2 separate regions of the Arachis hypogaea genome follow, and region 1 is linked to region 2. The links are chromatin contacts, called in public Hi-C maps. All regions are on one chromosome and are shown on one strand. Each heading gives the region's core, a stretch centred on a gene start, on an enhancer-like site or on the middle of the called end of the contact. The rest is flanking DNA. Distances are from core to core; before and after follow the strand shown. Region 1 holds the start of LOC112716582 (33 kDa ribonucleoprotein, chloroplastic). Region 2 has its middle 14 kb from the start of LOC112716578.

Evidence for each region. Hi-C and Micro-C count contacts between places; a contact is called where the count stands out from the background.
Region 1: a Hi-C map of an unstated tissue shows a contact between it and region 2, with 4 times the contacts expected there. The contact joins the promoter of LOC112716582 here to the enhancer-like site in region 2. A contact is called at or near these places in 5 of 8 Hi-C or Micro-C datasets (leaf and an unstated tissue).

The regions. Positions count from the first base shown.
Region 1 is chr10:111,342,670-111,348,190 of arahy.Tifrunner.gnm2.J5K5, reverse strand. LOC112716582 (33 kDa ribonucleoprotein, chloroplastic) reads right to left here and starts at 3,575. Exons shown (of 4, transcript XM_025768515.2): 1 at 2,833-3,575; 2 at 2,631-2,732; 3 at 1,895-2,203; 4 at 1,465-1,814. The coding sequence starts at 3,219. The coding sequence ends at 1,704. It overlaps LOC112716579 (nuclear transcription factor Y subunit A-10), which reads right to left. Exons shown (of 6, transcript XM_025768511.3): 5 at 5,488-5,521; 6 at 4,011-4,871. The coding sequence ends at 4,449. It overlaps LOC112716581, which reads left to right. Exons shown (of 12, transcript XR_011866931.1): 10 at 31-251; 11 at 427-510; 12 at 743-1,095.
Region 2 is chr10:111,289,271-111,294,678 of arahy.Tifrunner.gnm2.J5K5, reverse strand. No RefSeq gene overlaps it. Among protein-coding and RNA genes, the nearest start is that of LOC112716578, 14 kb to the right of the region's middle. Within about 2 kb of position 1,793, at least 3 of the 3 cell types and tissues checked have open chromatin away from gene starts, as enhancers often do.

The DNA of each region.
Region 1 (5,521 bases), core at 2,326-4,825, 52 kb before region 2:
ATCTATTTCTTTTGTTTGGCACTTTAACAGGCATAAATGGGTGCTCTCTCAAGACAACTGAGAACCTTGATGTTGTGAGGGATATTCCTGTTGAGAAAATGATGATTGAGACAGACTCACCGTACTGTGAAATCAAGAATACTCATGCTGGAATTAGTTTTGTTAAATCTACATGGCCTTCAAAGAAGAAAGAGAAATATGATCAAGAGTGCATTGTCAAAGGCCGCAATGAACCCTGTTTAGTTAGGCAAGTAAGGAGCCAGAGCTTATGTTGTGTTTTGTCTATTTTTATCTCTGTTAACAGTCTTATATCATTGTGATTGCTTAGTTTTAAACCTAGGACATGTTCTATTCATTTTCTTCTAGATTTATGTCTGAATGAATTTTAATACCTCTTACTCGGATAACATGACTGCAATATTTCAGGCAAGTTCTTGAGGTGGTTGCAGGCTGCAAAGGCATCAATGATGTCGGTAATCTCAGCAAAACATTGTACCACAATACTTGCAGGTATTTGCAATTTGTCCTGGAACTTAAATATACTCCTCATGCGTACACATCAAGGGTTCTTATACCACATCCCAGTCTTGGTTGGGAATTGAATCCATTGCAGCTCCTTGTGAGACAACCACCAATAGTTTGCTCAGGGATTCAACCTGTCACAAACTTAAATTAAAAGAATCGTAACTCAATTCCATTGGTTTCCCTTTCTAGTCAGGGGTGCTAAAAAAATTCTGTGCAGGGTTTTCTTCCCTCAAGACTTGGATTCTGCAGCTGATGCTCTTCTTGCTGGCGCTAATTCTTCATAAAGACTCATCTGCTTCCTCGGAGCTGTTCGGCCGTCCAATTCCTCATTGTGTTGAGAAAGCTGGGAATCAGTGTGGGAAGCGACATATCATAACGCGTTTTCCAGATGGCAGTTTCCATAGTGTGACAGATCATTGCATTCTATGTTAACGAACCTGCTACTGTAAACTAGAATGATTTTCTATAAACTAGAATGATTTTATACAGCAACAAACTGAAAGACTTTATTTTCATACTCATTGTGTATTTACAAACCTGTTGTTTACAATGGTAGAAGTTGATCTTAAAGTATTGTGTTGAGGGTTATTCTGTTGAGATATGATATTCAGAAACTTTTTGCAAGGTTTTCAATAGAAATTACTAGAGTTAAATGAAATGCAATGATCCTATTCGTGCCTGCATCTAAAAAGTTAATACATTGGCATGACTTAAATAACACAATTTTACCAAACCTTTATGTAGCTCTACCAAACAAATATTTATCAGTGACAATGTTAATCATAAAATTGCTGGAAATGGGTTTAATTAATTGGTCAGATTTATCAAACTGACTTCTGAAAATGCTTTTGCCTCAGACAGACTAGCATTGCATAGAAGCTGTGTTGTGAAACGGTTCGATTGATTAAAATTAATGTGATTTTTCACGAAAGTAAGCACTTTATATAAATCCTTACTTGAATATTACTTGATCAACCTCAGCACGTGTCTTTAGTAAAATACAAAACCTATATAATTAGCAATCAACACTAAAAATGTTCAATAATTGATACATCTCACACACTGCCTGAAGGTTTAGTTATTGGATACCAATTTGACTCGCACTTGGCAGGAGGAACCTCAGAGAAAAGACCATATGATATGCATTTTAGGGGCCAAAATTTGATTAACCATATTGCTCATGTACTGGCACTAGAATACAACTCTGAGCTATCAACATTACTTCTTGGAGGAGATGAAGGTGCTCTCTCTGCAGCCAAATTCAACCTTAAAGGTCGACCTTCAATCTCCTGAACACATTACAAAAAGAAAGTTGGTTAATACAGCGAGATTAAGATATAATATGAACTTGAAGTTGAAGAATTCTTACCACACCGTTCATAGCATTCAAAGCAGCCTCTACATCCTCCGCAGTTTGAAAAGTAACGAATCCAAAACCTCGAGATCTTCCGGAGTCTCTCTCATAGATGACCTTGGCACTCAATAAGCCTGGCTGCTCAGCGAAGGCATCTCTAAGACCCTCTGAAGTCAGTCTCCAACCAAGGTTTCCAGCATAGAGCTTGTGAGGGCTGTCTACAAAGCCTCTGGAGTTGTTCCGAATTTTCGGCCCCATTACCAACCTTTCACCTCCCTTGGGCACTTCCGGGAAGTTTACCTTAACGGTCCTACCGCCAACTTGCTGGTCACCATCATGGGTCATGAACATTAGTGTTGATACAACCAACAATCAATCATACTGATAAGATTAAAAAGCTTAGTTTCATCAAGTCCTTGATGGGCAAGTAGTTGTACAGAGAAATACTTGCATGCTCTTGGAGCACATTCAGGAACATGCACAACTACTTATTTTCATTTATAATGTTTTGAACCTTGAAGTTATTTTAAAATCATTGAAACTGAATGGTTTCCCACAAGATATCTCCTAGAACACTAGAGCAACCAAAGAGGAATCCTATATAATCATCTGTTGCCATTTGCCATATTGTATTAATAGATAGATTGAGATTAACAATCAATAATCATATTAATATCAATGGTAGCAAAATGAAAGAGCACTCTCCATGATTTCTTCATCCTCTGGACTAAATTATATACTATATACTTACCGAGCCATCAAACATTCGAATTGCTTCTTGAGCATCCCCAACACTCCCCATTGTAACAAATGCAAATCCTCTACTTCTATCCGTGACACGATCGTACACAACCTATAGAATCCAGTCAAAAAAACAATATTAGCTTGCTATGTATAGATAAACAGAAGTATGTGAAATAGAATTAAAGGAAAAATAAGAAAAGTAGAAAAACCTCAACAGACACAACAGTGCCAGCTTCTCCAAAGAGCTCGGACAATTCGTTGGAGGTCATTGAATATGGCAAGTTTCCAACATAGAGCCTCCCAGAGTCGTTGGAATCTGAAACCCTTTGCTCTTCTTGTTGTTGGGGTGTTTCAGAGGTCTCTTCTTGTTCTTGTTCTTGAGAGGCTTCGAATCCATCGAATGCAGCAGAGGAAGGGTGAAGAGGGAGAGGGAAAAGATTGAAACTTTGGGGCTTGAGGTTGAAGGTGAGGGGTTTGTAGGAGATGGGTCTCTGAGGGAAGTTGGTGGTGAGTGAAATGGAAGTGTGGCTGAAGGTGGGGTTGTAGATTCTGTTGCAGATAGAAGAAGAGGAAACAGAAGCTGTAGCAGCAGCCATAGCGAGAGGGAGAAGGGATAGACTTCAGAGCTGGGGATTGAATTGAGTTTGGGAGTTAGAGATAACGAACAAGACAACCATTGACGAAGTTAGTGAGTGAATGAGTGAGGAGGATAAGGTTTTGGTTACTTCCGGTTGGGATCGTATCCATCTGTTTATGCATTTAACAACATTGACAAGCTTAAAATTTTTTATTGTTTTCTATAAAATCTTTCTTTTAGTATTCTTAATAATTGCCGTTCAATTTTTTTTAATCTAACTAAAATCAAATATGAAATAAGGAATCATCGTGTCAATTTTTATAATAATTTTTCAGAAACAAATTGATTATAAGAGAAAGTGTTACCCAAAAAAAATAAAACACTAGCGTCTCTTTGCAATGAGTTTCTATTAGTAAAAATACATCTTAAAAAGAAAATTCAAATAAAAAATGCTATAATTTTGTGCATAAAATATAAATATATTTGTTGTTAAACTCATTTCTAATGCAAATTTTATATTTTAATATATATTTTATATTAATAACTAATTTAATAATTAATTAAAAAAGACAATTCTTTCATAATCAAATATATGTAGCTAGCTACTTTCCCGCTTATCTGCTTATTGTCTAGTTCAAGAATTATCGTTGCTATTTACGACTGTGCTTCATTCTGATTAGATGTTAAGACTTGTATGCATGCCCAAAGAATTTACTGTGTTTGTAGATGATGCATTTGCTACAGTCTCTTGGCGATGCAATTGGAAGTGGGATCACATGAACGAACTTTAACAGATCCAAATGCTAAAGATGATCAACATTCAACATTGGTCAATAGAGGAAATCCAGACCAATGCTTTATTTCAATAACAAAGATCACTCACATGCCAAAGTATGCACCACAAAGTCGGATATCCATAATAAACACATGATTAAAACCACACATGAAACTAGAAAATTCACACTTTTATTTTAAGTATAGAGCCAAAGATATCACCATTGTCTTCCGTCTCAGGATGTCAAGCCATTAGCACACATGCCAAGACAGTCCTTGCAGATAGACAAAGACAGTAACCATAGGTAAAATTTGAGCCAAGGATGGATTGCCTTCGACCAGACAATTGGGACGAGCCGCTGTACGAAACTTGTCACAGTCAACATGAAACTGGAACATAGCTTCTTCATCTGGCCGCAGCAAGGAAGGGGTTTGGTACAACATTGCACCAAGCCCACGTGTCCTTGCCGGTAGTCAAGCATTAAGGTTGCAGCAATTGCCACCAACTGCTGCAACCCATTTGGGGGGCATGATCATATTCATGCCCCTCCCGCCGTCTATCATGTCCACTAGAGAGTGGACAGTGACGGCAGAACCAAGATGACTGATAGCAAAACTATCGAGACCTCCGCGTGAATACATGCTAGTCACCTCTGACCCGGAAATATTCGGACTGCTTCCATTAGTCTCTTTTGAAGAATTCAGAGTTCCAACCTCAGATTGCAGCACCTCAGAACTCTGAGAGCCACAAGATTGCAACTGTTCGCCAAGAGCTTTGATCACTTTGTTTCCACTTTTATCATTTTGATCATCGGAATTCTTCGTGTTCAAGAAGCGACCGCCACATCCTCTTGGTCGCCGCATTGCATGGAGATGACGTGATTCATGCATATATGGCTGTACAACATAAAGATAACTATAAAAAAACACAATACAATTTCACAAAGGAATACACATGTTGAGGTTTGACATCACCACTACCCTAGGTTTATCTTAATCAAATAACAAGACCATAATCTCACTATAGCTTGGATCTCTTAATAGAAAATGCCTTAATGATAAAATTATATTCATTAGATAAATTTCAGCTTATTATATAAGTACTTCATCTCAAATCAATCATCCTATTTTCTAATTCCAACATTGAGTTACACTCCATCTAATCTACCTTTTCACTTGAAGCTTCTAGAAACCACCCCCAAATATACCAAAACCATCTAAAATGAGATTCTATGATCTCTTCTAGAATATGCACTACATCAACTTTATATCTAAAATCTAGTGCATTAATTTACAGTTTTATCCTATTAAGTACTTGGGTCAATCAATAAAAACCTCCTTATTATGTCTACAATATTAGTCTTATTATCTCTATATTAAGCTCCATATAACATGATATTTTCCCTGCACTTTAAAAATGATAATGCAGCACTTTTTGATTCATTTGTTCACACCATGCTATCACTGCAAATAGTTTAAATGCCAATGAGGACATTAGAGGTGAGGAACCTACCTTGCGACGTTTTGTCAATTTGTTATCAAGTACA
Region 2 (5,408 bases), core at 544-3,043:
ATCTTTGACAAAAAAAGTGAAAAAATAAATCTACCAAACAAAAAAATTCTATCAAATAATCACTATAAAGAGATTTATAATTGGAGAAAAAAAATAATAATAAAACATAAGAAAAAAAGTTCATGTTAAAGAGCATTTCAAGAAAATGAAAACAATAATATATATATATATATATAAATCAAAATACATAAGAAAAAATAGACTAATATATAATAGAATTAATTTAAGTATATTTATACATAAAAAAATATGTATCTAAAATAGCAAAAACAATAAAAATAATGATCTTTATAATTTTATTTAGTCATCTATATATAGCATATTAGAAAACAATAGTTATTTAGCTAAATTAATTTGTATTTAACTATTTATTGTATTCAATTTGAATAAGAAAAAATTTATTTTATTTTTAATTTATATAATTTAATTTTGATTCAATATATATGATTTGATTTGATTTAATTTAATTAATTATTTGTTAAAAATATTTTAGTTATTTATTTTATTCGTAAATTTATTATTTTAATATCTAATGGGTTAATTAAATCAATTAATCAATACACATATTTAGTATAATTAATTTGGTTTAATAAATTAAAAGATATTTTTAGAAATATGTCCCATTAACTCTATTATTATATGCAGAAATTTGATTTTAATATAATATTATAATATAATATATAATAGATAATAGATAATAGATGTTAGATGTGCTTCTCATTGTGAAGGTTGACGGAATTAGAAAAAGTGCAATGTATTTGATTAAATGGAATGGACTAATGGAGGATTATAATTTTGCACTAACTATTAAGCTTTTAGCAAGTGGAATTTATGAGTGTTTCTTAATCTTCGTCAGTCACAACTAGAGATGATGAATATATATGTTTATGCAATTTGATTGCCAAGTTAGTTAAGTATTATAAAGAATAATTCTCTTTTGAATCTTCATCCACCAATACATAAAATTAAAAAAATTGCCTTAGAATCTTCTCTGGCAATGAGTCCATATACACTCATTGTATTCTTTTTTTTTTTGTACAGGGATTGTATTCTTCTTTTAAATTGGAGCCAACCACCAAGTGGATCGGAGCCCTATGACATAATATAGAAAAGTTTTAGGTATTTTAAAAATATTGGTGTTTCAATTTTTTTTAATTGTTAATTTCAATTATATAAAAAAATTATAATTAAGAATAGTGACTAAAATCGTTGTAATATCAATTTTTTTTAAGTACCTAAAAGTTTTTTTCTAATATATATCATTATATTTTGTGTGAAGTTCATTACATATACTACATACATAATAATTTTTTTTTCCACAACGGAGATAGGTGTGACTTGCGTGTATGGTAATTAAATCAATGTTGGTTTTGTAGGCACCTCAAGAGATGGGATAACTAATTCGAAATTTTTAAAGTTTTTTTTTTTTTTATGTCACGAGATGAGGATTAAACTCGTTACACTTAATTGGTTAAAGAAAAATGAAACCTTTTGTTTAACTATATCCCGATTGCATAATGAATATTATAGTACAGTAATAAGAGTTATTAATATTAATTTGTGATTTGTGGGTTAGGCACTACACATAATACTATATTAGTGGATTTAGTTGTATTTGTATAATAGGAAGCCAATAATCAGACATTTGTAGAAGCGAGGTAGGAAAGCTATATCAGCTCAAAATCCATAATTGTAACGATCTTTTGTTTTTCTATATTTTGGTTTACATACGGGCCTTAGGCCCGTAACAATTTTTGTTTCGGTCAAAAGAGATTAAGGAATTTGTTACTTCATAAATGAACTTTCAATGAGTATGATGGGCTATAAATATGTGTCTGTTTGTTGTGTTTGTGGGTTGGGCGTTTTCCAAGCCCAAATCTCAACCAAAAATACTATCTTTCAATACAAAAAAGACTACTGATGACATTCACAATTTGTTAAATTCATTCAATATGGTACTCAGTTACTCACCTTAGTATAAAATAGTTTTCTTAACCAATTTAGTTAGTCGAATAGCTAGCTCACTTGTCCGTTTAAGTAAGTGTTAGAAGTTCAAATTCTATTTTGTGCATGCAGCAATTCATTGGCCAACGGCAGACTTCTAAATGAAGCTTAAATCCGTGACGAATTAATCCTTAGTCTGTTGAACCGAAGAATATCGTGAACAAAAAAAAAATAATTTTCCTAATGTCAATCTTTTAGAAAATCTAAGTCAATCTTATTTATAAATAACTTTTCATTTATTATTAAGAAATTTAAAGTATAGACCATTATGATTAATATATAGATAGATAGAACGGACCGAGCAAGTAAAGTTCAAATTATATCTTTTTTAGTCTTGTTAAGTATTTCTTTAGATTAATTGCTTTTAAAAATAATGGCTTTTACATAAAAAATATTGTATCTTTTTTTTAGGTTTTTCACGGTATCCTCCAACTCGATAGGTCAAGGACTAATCCGTCGCAAAAATATTGTATCGTTATTGTTTATATCTTGACCCACAATTTAATCAGGTCCAAAAAGGCTAAAACCTAGTTTATAGAACAAGAGTCCTTATCACACTCTAGATACTATCCGACCTTATAAGGTCGGCTCACGTGGCGCTAAAACGGAACAATTATACACCATTAAAGATGGAACTACTCTAAAAGGTGGTTATTTATTCTACTATTAATACATTGACACTTTCAAGTATATTCAGAACCCAATTTACTAAAAAGCTGCCTAAAATCTTTGCTAACTTAAGTATCGGAGTTTCTTGCAAGTACCATCCACCACCTCCTCAAGAGGAACTCGGACAGCGGCACCTCGATACTAGCAGAAGTTGGACGCTACCTCAAAAGGAATCTGGACCTCATGTTCAGGTCCAAAAGCAACCCAGTCTCAGGTAACTCTCGAAACATTGGCGTCGTTGCTGAAGACTTGGAGCTCAACCCTTGATAATGATGGATGATCAATAAGATGGTCAGACAACCGCTCAAAAAGAATAGGATGCATCCAGATCAACGCACAATTATCTTCAACAAAATGTGCGCTGGCTTCCCTATGCATCCAGATCAAAAGAGCTTGATTAATTCAAAGTTGTTATGAAGAACTAAATTTCACAAGAAAACAAGGCATTTTTTTTATAACCAAATATCAAAAAGTGCACCGCTGACGTACAATGATTCTTCTACAACAAAGATGGGTGAATAACTCTCAAGGATTTCACGTGAATCCGACATTTCCATGGTGGCAGCAAAATCAAAGCTTCCACTCTCTCTTGCACCTGCTTTTCTACTCTTCATGGCAAACTATTGCTTCTCACGCAATAAGATGAGTCACGACGTAGAACTTGATTTTCTTCTCAAACTTGGAATATTCTATTGTGTCGATGTTACAACTTTGGAAAGAATCACGGCAGAGATTTTGACCGCCACTAACTCCCGGTTTTCCAAGTCGCATCTATAGGGATTTTGATGCTGATGCTACCTTTTCTGATCTTGGGTACCGAATTTCTACATACATGTGCACGTCTCTACTCTAAAGATTCCTACTTCTAGTGTTGATCTACACATCAACGACAGATACCCTCTCAGGATAATGGAGCAATTGCATGTTTCAAATGCACAGAAAAAAATAAATAAATAAAATGTCCCATATTGAGTCAGTAACGAAGGAAGAATGAAAAACATTGTTGGTAAAAACAATGAAATATTTTTTCCCTACTTATGTCCATGCAAGAGAATGCAACATCAGTCAATTGAAGAAAAGAATGTTCAACTAAAAGAAAACTTAATTAGCAAGAGAAAATATGTGAGAAGAAAAGGAGTAAACAAGACCCCTACTACTCCAGCAGAAGAAACAACTGGTGTGATTAAAGATTTAATGGCAGAATCTACAAAAAAGTCCTGTAGAAGGACTTTGTTTGACGAATTTGCTGGCACAGCAAAATACAATCGCACAACCAATTACAATAAAATTGAAAACAATATAAATGTAAGCCTTTCTTGTGGTATAATCACTTCTATGAAGGAGGCATCAAAGTCATTACTAGAAGAGACACAGGTCCCAAGGTAATATGTATCACTCCTACATTCTATTATGTATTTTTCTAGTGAGTATATACAGAAAAATATACCACAAAAAAAGATACTTCCTCATATACCAATGCAAAGCAATAATGAAGGACGTCGGACAAATTACTACGAGTACCATCGAATATATGACGACACTACCAATGTGTGCTATGATTTGAAAAACATAATTGCAAAAGTAGCTAGAGAAAGCTGGTGGGTAGATATTTTAATACAATGACGTTGGACTGCAAAAGAAGATAGGAGTGCAAAGATAGAGAAAGATCACCAAAGTCTATAAGCACTCTGAATCATCATTTTTATGTTATTACAAGAGGACTTGCAGAAGCCAGAACAATTAAAGTCTCCTCGAAAAAAGTGAATATGACTTATTATCCAACTTGACAGAAGTATTCCAAACAATAAGGCGGCACGGGATAAGGTTAAATCCCACAAAATGCACCTTCGAGTAGAAGCGAGAAAATTCCTAAGGTTTATTCCCACTTAAGGGGGGCATTGAAGCTAACCCTACCTGCTCAAAAGGAGGTTCAATAATTAAACGGTACTTACATCTCTAGCTTTGTTCTACTGTGAAAGAGGCACGACTTCACATGGATCCATGAATGTGAACAAGTCTTTCAAGAATTCGTAAAATTCTTGTCTTAGCCTCCAATTCTTACTTGGTTGAAGAGCTCGTTTTATATTTAGGTATGGCTGACAAAGCAGCAACCTCTATACTATTCAAAGAAGATGACGTCAGGTAAAAGCTCACCTACTTCACCAATAAGATACTACAAGGAGTTGAGCTCAATTATAAAAAAATTGAGCAAGTTGCACATGCTTTGGTCCTGGCATCCCAGAGATTGTGACCCCCACTTTCAAGCTCACACTATTAGAGCCCGAACTAATCAACCCATGAAACATATCCTCCAAAAGAAAAAGGGAATATTGTAGGGCAGATGCTACAGTAGGCTGTGGAGTTGTCCGAGTTCGACTTGAAGTACGAAGCTCAGACAACCATCAAGTCGCAATACTTGGCTGACTTCCTTGCAGAATATACTTGGGAGCAAAATTGGAGCTCCACGACTTGGAACCTATATGAAGACGGATCATCAAACAAAGTTAGTAGTGGGGCAGGAATCATCCTCAAGAATGAAAAAAGAAAGGTTAAGCATATAACCCGAGAGTAGAATGGCTGAGCTGATCCCCTCTTCAAACTAGCCAGTAAAAAGCTTGGGACAATAATAAAATCCTGATCCAAGAAACACTACAATCACCTTCAATATCAAAAGAAGTCAACAAGACAGATATCCTCACAATCTAGGGATGGATAACTCCAAGCGTTGAATATAT